Regions from separate parts of the Mus musculus genome. Here region 2 is linked to region 1. A link is a contact called in public Hi-C data. All regions are on one chromosome and are shown on one strand. The core of a region is the stretch at or near the end of the contact, and the rest is flanking DNA. Distances in the headings are between cores, read along the strand shown. Region 1 overlaps Zhx2 (zinc fingers and homeoboxes 2). Region 2 overlaps Derl1 (Der1-like domain family, member 1).

Region 1 (4,381 bases), core at 708-3,207:
GGCATGAAGAGAAAAAGACTCTGCAGAGGGGGCACTCAGAAGCCTCATCCTTGAGGTATGGGGATATTCTAAATCTTTGAGGGGATCTCTCCCCCCCCCCCTCTCTCTCTCCTTTCTCTCTCTCCCTTCAACCCACTTTTTCAGGTAAAGGAAGGGAAGCATTATGTCTCCTTTCGCTTTGTCTCCATTTTTTCTGTATTTCTTCCTAAGGCGGTACAGCAGGGACCAGCCATGTCTCTGCTGTATATGTGGAATGTGAGCTAAAAATGTTTGCCTGTGTTTATAACTGCAAAACAAAAACCCCAAACTTGACTCTTCTATGGAAACTGTGTATTGCTCCATTTTCAGTTGCTATAACAAAAAAAAAAAAATCTGAGTCTGGATAATATATAAAGATAAGAGGCTTGTTTGGTGGATGTTAGAAGCATGTGTGGAAGAGACATATGACAAGACAGAAAGCCAGAGACAAGAGATTCAGGCTTGTTTTCATTATGTTGCCTTAGTCTCCCTAGCACTAATAAAGGCCCTGAGAGAACTACTTTAATCTCCTCCAGGGGTGGCACTCCCAATGACCTAATCACCTTCATTAAGCCACGCCTCTTAAAAGCCCTGCACAATCCTGGAACCCAGCCTTCTAGGTCATGACAATTTGATGGATCCCCTCGTACACCAGACAGTGGTGTACGACCACCATCTGGCCCCTTCCATGGAGAACATACAGACTTCAGAAAACACTTGGGCAGCGGACAGGACCCACTGGGCTCTTTCAAATGTGAGTGCACCTTGAAATAGTCCTTCAGTGGTATCATTGACAACCTCTGTAGCCAGAGCTGCGGTGCCCGTAGCAATAACAGGCCAGTGGAAAATTGGGTGGTTGGGATTTGAGGCTATTATTTGTCATCTCTCACCTGTCCTCAGACACAAAGCCAACACAGCTGTGGTCGGCTGACAAAGGTGGAAGGACAGGTTTGGGAGAGTGAGTCACTCCTCACAGTACAGGGAGCTAGCTAGGATTTGACCCAGGCAGCCTGCTTCTAAGCTTCTTTACTTTGCCTCTCTGTTGCTGCCACTTGTTCTCCCTGTGAGCAAAAGAAACAGTGCCCCCACCCCCTGATTTGCTGTCCTGGCTCTTTTCCCCCAACTTTCTGGCAAAACTCCTCCCCACGATAAAAGGGCAAATGAAAAGCAGAAGATCTGTCAGAAACAGCTCTAACACAAACAGCTAGAATTTGTTTTCCAGAATTCCTTCATTTGTCCATCCAGCCATCCATCCATCCACCCATCCAACAAGCACAACTCAGCTCCAGGACCTCATGACAGCCTTCATCTTTGGCACCAGCAGCTTGCAAAAGTTCCTGGATCCTCCAGAGTCATTGTCACCAGATAGCTCAAAGGAAGGCTCACTTCGTAGTGCAAAGCACTTGATTAATATGCTGCAATTTGGGCAGCGCTAGGCTGTTCTGGCACCCCCACCCAACTCTGTTGCCATGACGACATTATTTTAACAAACAGCTCTTTAATATTTAATGAAAATTATACTCTGACAGGCGGGCAGAACAACCGCACCACAGAGGGCTTAGAAGGGTCCATGAGGACAACTTTGCACAAAGCCATCCGTCCCCTGATCCCTGTAAGCTGTTTGTCACCAGAAAATGCAGGTGCTCTGGGGCCAGGAGTCACTGTGATGCCAGACATGGGTCATGCATAGCAATTGAAGCTTGTCACATTTTTAAATGCAGGATGTCACAACGGTTTCATGAGGACAGGGTAGCGTGATAGCATTATTAAATACTGCTTTCTACACCGAGCTGCCGAACCCACCCCCACCCCCCACCCCCCAGCTCATCTGGGGATGCTGAGAGCCTTGTCTGCTTCCTGGGCCTTGAGTCAGGCTGAATTGTAAGACAGCATGTGAAGAGAGAGCCCAGAGTGTGCATGCCAGGCCGAGAATCAGCCTGTGCCTCCTCGTCAAAGCGCCATCTGTCCAAGGCAGCTGATTCAGTAGCAGAAGGTGCAGAGATTAGGCGATCCAGACCCCTGCCTCAAAGGGGTGTGTCAAGACGGAAAAGACCATCACTACGCTCTGGCCTCCTCCATCATTGAGTTAGTCTGTACACCAGGCACTGTAGTAAGCTTTTGAAGGCAAAAGTCATTACCCTCTAGATCTGCAATGAGAAAAATGGATGGATAACTAAAGCGGAGAGAACAATACGGTGGTCTCTCAGTTTTCTCATCCATAAATTGGGAATATAGCACTATCTTCACAGATAGCTGCCATGGGGTTCAAAACACAATAAATACATGAGAAGACCTAGGGAAAAGTATTTAAAACAGTGAGACATGCCAAGTATGACATAGATGCTAGGTAGGACTTCTTTGTCCATAGTACCACGTTTATCATTATAGGAGCTAGCATGTACCAAATGCTTACTCTTCTGCATCTCTGAGGCTGATTTGGAGCTGTACGATCTCATTGAAATTTCACAGATAAGTCTGTGAGACTATATAATCCTCACCATCCTCACTTTGCAAGGGAGGACATCGAGGTGCCATGGAGTTCCAGGATCTCTAGATGAAGTCTTGAAAATCCCCTAGGTAAACGGCCACGGCTACCACAGAAGCCAGGAATGTCCACTGACAGCATGGGACTGAAGCAGGGAAGAGCCTCTGGTGCGGAGGAAGGAGCCTGCAGCAGCAGACATGAGCTGTATCCGAGGGAGGGAGCGTGGTCTGGCTCCACAGTTGAAGAAGTAGATTCTTGGCACCAGCAGAAAGCTTGTCTTAAACAAATATAACCTGTTTATTTAGACTGTATATAAGACTTTTATTAAAATAAATAGATTGGGAGAAGAAAGGGAAAACAGAAGGGAAGGTATAAGACTTACAGTTTTCTGTTCCTCCTACTAGGATTTCACTGAGTATCTGTATGGCGAGCATAGGTGCGCGAGTGCATGTGTGTGTGTGTGTGTGTGTGTGTGTGTGTGTGTGTGTGTGTGTGTGTTAAATAACAGCCCCTGCCTGTTGTATCCCAGAGCAAAGAAACAAGCAGAGAAAGGGAAGTTCAAATTGTGCACCAAAATACAGGCAAAGTCATTAAGGAATAGCATGCCCCAATTTTTAAAACCCCTTCTCTGGCTATTTTGGTTATTTATTACCATGGTAGTGCTTTGTATCAAACAACCCCATAAGCCTATGGAGGACAGTAGGACATATTTAGTCAGCTCCCAGGTCTGAAGGGTGAAATCAATGGCCTCTCATTCCATGAGATGGCTAACATATTTGATGTCAGTTTAGGGGGAACATGGACTGTGTGCTGCTTGACATGAGGTAACCTCAACTAGGATGACAAACGCCAAAGCTGGATAAGTCATTCACCCTGTAGAGGCTTACCATGGCATGACCTCATGGGAGCGACAGTAGAGTCTACAAAGAGAAAATAACAGGACATATAGAAGCCTTAGTTATCACTAATATCCACCCTCCCAAAGCCAGTCACAACGCAGAGCCACCGTGAGAGAGCTCCACTGAGCTGTGCCACAGAGCATGGGGGTGAGGAGGCATCATGACTGAGCTATCACCCAAGCATGGTCACTGGACTTTCAGAGGGAAGAGCCCAAGGTTCAGGACAGTATGTGGCTTCCAGAGGTCCCACTGTGGTAGGGCTGGAATGTGGACACAAGCTGACTGGCTGGTCCAAAACTGGCATATTTTCCAACTTCTGCTCAGTAGGAAGATGCTCAGAAGAGGAACTAGAATAGAGTTGCTGTTGTCTTTCTGAAGCTAGAGACCCAGTTGCCCCTAAAGGAGGACAGGGCTTGTGGAATCCGTGCCATAGAAACCACATCACAGCCCCGGGAGTACGCAAACCCATTGCTGCCTGCTGCCTGCTCTTCCGACTGTGGGAATTCAAGCTAGGAGGTCCTGTGTGCCTCCAAGAAGCAACCAAGACGGGACATTCCAGTGCACAATTTGAGCTCTATGAACCTGAGTGACTCCGGATGGTAGTTCATCTCCATTGTCAACTTGTAAAATCACCCAAGAGACATAACACAGGTCATGTCTGGAGCAATTCTACTAAAAGGGAAAGACCCACCCTGGGTGTGGACAGCACCATGCCTCCATGGGCTAGAGTCCCAGACTGAAGAAAAGGGAAAAGGCGAGTGGTTCACCTTCGTTCCTGCCCTTCTACTTGTAGTTGGAAAGCAGACCCAGCCAAGAGGGTATCACATTCGTGCTGCATGCCGCCCACCATGATGGACACTATCCCCTTGAACATCCACTCAAACTCTGAGCAAAACTCAACCCTTCCTTCTGTGTGTTGCTTCTTGCCAAGAATTGGGTCAGCACGAGTTAAGTCACTGACATACTCAGAGAGCTGCAG
Region 2 (4,381 bases), core at 699-3,198, 110 kb after region 1:
TAAAAGAAGATATAGCTGCTTTTTAAATGGAATGCAGGATATGAACCATTTTAGAAATCTATATGTCAAGTGTGGTGACGCACACCTATAATCATGGCACTCGGGAGGCTGAGGCGGGATGACAAACCCCCAGCCATCAGTGGCTACACAGAAGAGCTCTGTCTCTAAAAAACTAAAACATGAAAATAAAATACAGTTTTATCATTAAATCAAAGTGTAGTTTCCAGGCACCCAATTGTCAACATCTATGACATCCTGTACAATGATACTCCTCTAAAGTACATAATAAAACACAGCACTTGAGAAAGGCACTGGGGCTGTCTCCTCTGCTGCATATAGACAATATAGAAGCCAGCTTCATTGCTTAAGCTCAGAGTGAAATTAAATGCCAGTAATTAGAATAAAAAGACACCCAATTATACATAATCAACAAAAATTTATGGTAATTCCAAAGCAGTTACTGCTTTTGCAAGGAGCTACATTTTACCATCTGATCTTTATGCAAAATTTAACAGAAGGGCATCCACCAACAGAGAAAACTCAAGTGGAAGGCTGGCTCCAGTGTGCTCCCAGAATTTTACTGTTGGAATTTTCTACACTTTTGTTCACAATTCAAAAATATCTGTAAGCTGTTAAATCAGAAAATAGCCATTTACGGTAAAGTGACTGTTGGCTACTCCCCAGAGCACAGGCTTTGTAAAGCGGATACATCTGCCAGCCTACTTGATAAATCTAGAACAAAAATCCCAACCTGCGGCTACTGTGTCCTTTGGTAATTAGAAAACACACTGGTCATTTATTTTTCAGCCTGAAAGCAACCCGAGGCACAAAGAGAAACAAATTTCATTTTACTCTCTTTTAAAAACAAACAAGCCACTGGAGTTTTCTGATTATAGTTCGCAATCAAATGTCTTCTACAAACACACCCTAACCTGCACAGAGCTGGGGCGGAAGGGGACTGCTAAAAGTGTTTCTGCCCTCACCTACTCCTTGAAAAGAAAGAGAACTGCAGACATTAAAGAAACATCTTGATTCAAAGGGGTCCCGTCTTTTAAACTCTTAGATGCAAGACATTATACCATCTCCCTCGTGGGATTAGGTGTGACTGTCAGGCAGGCTGGGACACTCATAAGGTGATTTGACTGGTCCCGATTTCAAGCCTTTTGCTTCACTGACAGAAGGGTCATGCTACTTACACACTCCAGTGTTTGAGCATCTCTTCTCAGCCACCAGCCCTCCCGGAGACATCAGGCACAGGGCTTTTATTAACCCAGAACCCAGTACTATGTCATTAACCCACTACCCACCATTATGCTTCCAATAATGAGTCTTGCTCTACCCAGTCCTATGAGAAAGGGACAGCCTTTCAACTCAGACTTATGAACCAAAAATTGGAGGTTTTAATAAGTAACTTCCCCAGTATCAAAAACAGCACACAAAGGGAATGGCATCTGATCCGGAGTTCTTGCCCTTGGCCTCTTCTACTTAATTCACTCTAAAAAAGAGAACGACCAAGCACCTGCTTCCAAGGAGTCGGAAATCTCAAGTCTCTCGTTCAAACTTTAAACAATCTACAAAAGTTCTAGTCTATAGCATTTACTATATGAAAGTTTAAACCAGGCAGGGGGTGGCACACCGATGGTTCTAGCACTTGGAAGACTGAGGCAGGAGGATAGAGGGTTTAAGGTAAGCCTGAGCTATATAGCAGGGACCCTGTCCCTAAAACAAGAACAAATAAAAACACATTTTAAAAACAGCAAATAATGAGCTAACTTCTCAGTCAACATCATGGGTGAAACCAATGTTTCAAGAAAAAAAAAAAAAAAGCAGTGTTATCCTTTATGACACTTGTCCCCCAGCCTACTGTTGGCACTCTAAAGTAGCACCAAATAACTCGACCTGCTCAGCATAGGTGATCTTTGTAACGGCTTAACCCAGTCAGTGATCTTTACCCAGATGTTATGAAAGGGACTAAGCTGTGGCATGAATCCCTGGTTTCCTGACTGTGACCACAGTAAGAACTTTATTGGCTCGAATTTCTTTCTCGCTTAGAGAGGGCAGTGAAGTGTCTCCTCATGAAAATGTCTCCTGTTGGGATACCTGAAACCACAGGACAACACAATGTTCAACAAGAGAAGAGAAAACTTACAAAAACTGAGGTGTGGACAGAAAATTCCTTCCTCCCAAGTCCATTGGGTATCTGAACATCAGGAAGAAATAAAGATGGCCGACAAGGTTTCCAATGAGCTCATTGATCACCCTGCAAAGAGAGGCAAGTCAGTGCAAAGACACCCAGGCAACACAGTGAGCTGCAGCAAGCTGGAGCCAAGAGCATGGGAAAGAGTCGTGTTCACTGTCGTCCATTACCGTCCCCGGGAGTCGGCGACAGCTCTACAATGGGCCCTTTTATAGTGAGGGACAAACGTATTCTGAGGGAGAGGGAAATCAGGGCTGAAGAACGAATGAGGCCCACAGCTTCCAGGCCCAAAGCACCTCTGACATACATCTCTTCCAAGACCCCAGTCCATCCTCAAAACATTAGTTTTATTCCAGTATGTCTCAGGAGGTGGGGCAGGCGCAACGCGAGTGAGTTTCTGAGCTCTTGCCTACACACACGATGTTTGTAAAACAGACAAATACGCAGACTACCAAGAGAAGAGCATGGGAGGGAGGAAGATGGACAGCAACCACTGCTCCCACATTTCTGGAGCTGTGGTTTGCATCTCTCTTGCATCGCTGTCAGTGAGATGAGACACACAGAGATCACTTAGGACTGCTGAGCCTTGCCCTGCATCCTAAAGTCAGTACTGACTCTTCAGGTCTCCCAGGCTCACACAGGCACCTGCAGCAGCCACGGCTGCTATTTACATATCCTTCTTCCATCTTTACCCACGTGATTCTTGCCGGAGCAAACGAACACCTGCAACTTCCCACACTCTGCCCGAGTAGTAGGGGAGCCGAGAGAGGCTGACCAATGTCAAAAGGTGCTAAGCTCTACAATGTCCTTCTCTTCAGGCCACTCACTTCTCTCTGGAAATACACAGGAGTAGTAAGGACCATCTAGCTCCAATACATCAGGCTCTAAGAAGGGTTAGGACTTTTGCAATCTACTAACTCTTGAAAAATTGGTAAGAAAGAAATGAGAGCTCTTAAAATCTCTACCTTGGGTTTTGTTTTGGGTTTGGTTTATTCGAGATAGGGTTTAGCTATGTAACCCTGGCTGGCCCACCTGCCTCTGCTTCCCAAGTGCTGCAATTAAAGGTGTGTGCCACCTATCATGCAGAGGAAGGCTCTTCTCATTCTTAAAGATTTAAAATACATATCTGTAACTGTTGTGCATGCCTATGTGTATACACAGCATGGGCACAAGCACAGAGGGGCTGGAGATATCAGAGACCCCTGGAGCTAAGGTTACAGGCAGTTGTGCGCTGCCCACCATGCGTGCTGGGAACCAAACTTAGATCCTCTGCAAGAGCAATCTCTGCTCTTAACCACTGTGTGGTCTCCCCAGACAGCTCCTTCTAAAAGGTCCCTCTCTAAACTTAAGACTGGAAACATGAAAGGGTTTCCTACATCTCAGTACCAACTCCAGACCAACGGAGGAGAAATTTGACCCTGCCTAACAAAGTTCTACACCATCAAACCATGTACAGAGGTACTTCTCATCTAGAAATCTCCATTTCTATGGCAGTAGCCATTTCCAAGGCATTCTGGGAGTGTCTGAAAACAAGCAGTAATCTTCCAGATAAGATCCGAAGACAAACCAAGGCAAGTAAGTTCTGTATTTGCCCAGTATGGATACTGAATCCAGACAGGCATATATTTATTCAAACAAATAGGTCTAGAAACACAATGTGTCTAGTGACAAGCTAACAAAATGATAGCCATCCAATGTCAAAGGTGCTTACATCCTGTAGTGCAACCAATTATATCCAAACACCTTTCTCTCTAAGGTTCTAACATATCAACACTCAGTCTTTAAAGTCTTTAAAAGCCTAAGAAAGGAAAATAAAAATGAATCAAGTTTCCCAAGGATTAGTCTCCAGATAAATAAATCTAACATTACTTACGAGCCTCCAATGATATAGTTGAATCCAAGGATAACCCAAGGTAAGTAACAGGCCTAGGAAAGAGGACACAGATGTGAACAGCCGAGTCTGAAAACACATGGCACCTGGGGAACTGAAAATGGGGAGAAAGTAGTGACCAGGGCTTTACAGAAATCACTAGGTCACTACAAAATTTCTCAAATCTAAGGCCGGCCCTACTGCACTTACATCTTCCTATCTAAAACTAAACTTATTTGTCCTACTAAGTTAATATTCACAAGGAAACTAACAAGTATCTTATGGATGACAGTAAAAACACCCCAAACAGAACC

Evidence for each region. A called contact is a pair of places that touch in the nucleus more often than the background predicts.
Region 2: a Hi-C map of cerebral cortex shows a contact between it and region 1, with 2.0 times the contacts expected there. The contact joins two enhancer-like sites. A contact is called at or near these places in 3 of 39 promoter capture datasets (the HPC-7 cell line, hippocampal neurons and neutrophils), 2 of 15 datasets of contacts at CTCF or cohesin (large pre-B cells and pro-B cells), 14 of 484 Hi-C or Micro-C datasets (CD4 T cells, CD8 T cells, Sertoli cells and 8 more) and 4 of 115 datasets of contacts at active chromatin or transcription factors (the HPC-7 cell line, embryonic basal ganglia, embryonic stem cells and 1 more).

The regions. Positions count from the first base shown.
Region 1 is chr15:57,764,769-57,769,149 of GRCm38.p6, forward strand. The region is part of intron 2 of Zhx2 (zinc fingers and homeoboxes 2); the gene reads left to right. Among named protein-coding and RNA genes, the nearest start is that of Zhx2, 72 kb to the left of the region's middle. Within about 2 kb of position 1,958, at least 61 of the 459 cell types and tissues checked have an H3K27ac peak or open chromatin away from gene starts, as enhancers often do. A contact at or near this core is called in cerebral cortex, where this site is marked.
Region 2 is chr15:57,873,348-57,877,728 of GRCm38.p6, forward strand. Derl1 (Der1-like domain family, member 1) reads right to left here. Exons shown (of 8, transcript NM_024207.4): 6 at 4,071-4,123; 7 at 2,150-2,260. Among named protein-coding and RNA genes, the nearest start is that of Derl1, 17 kb to the right of the region's middle. Within about 2 kb of position 1,949, at least 18 of the 459 cell types and tissues checked have an H3K27ac peak or open chromatin away from gene starts, as enhancers often do. A contact at or near this core is called in cerebral cortex, where this site is marked.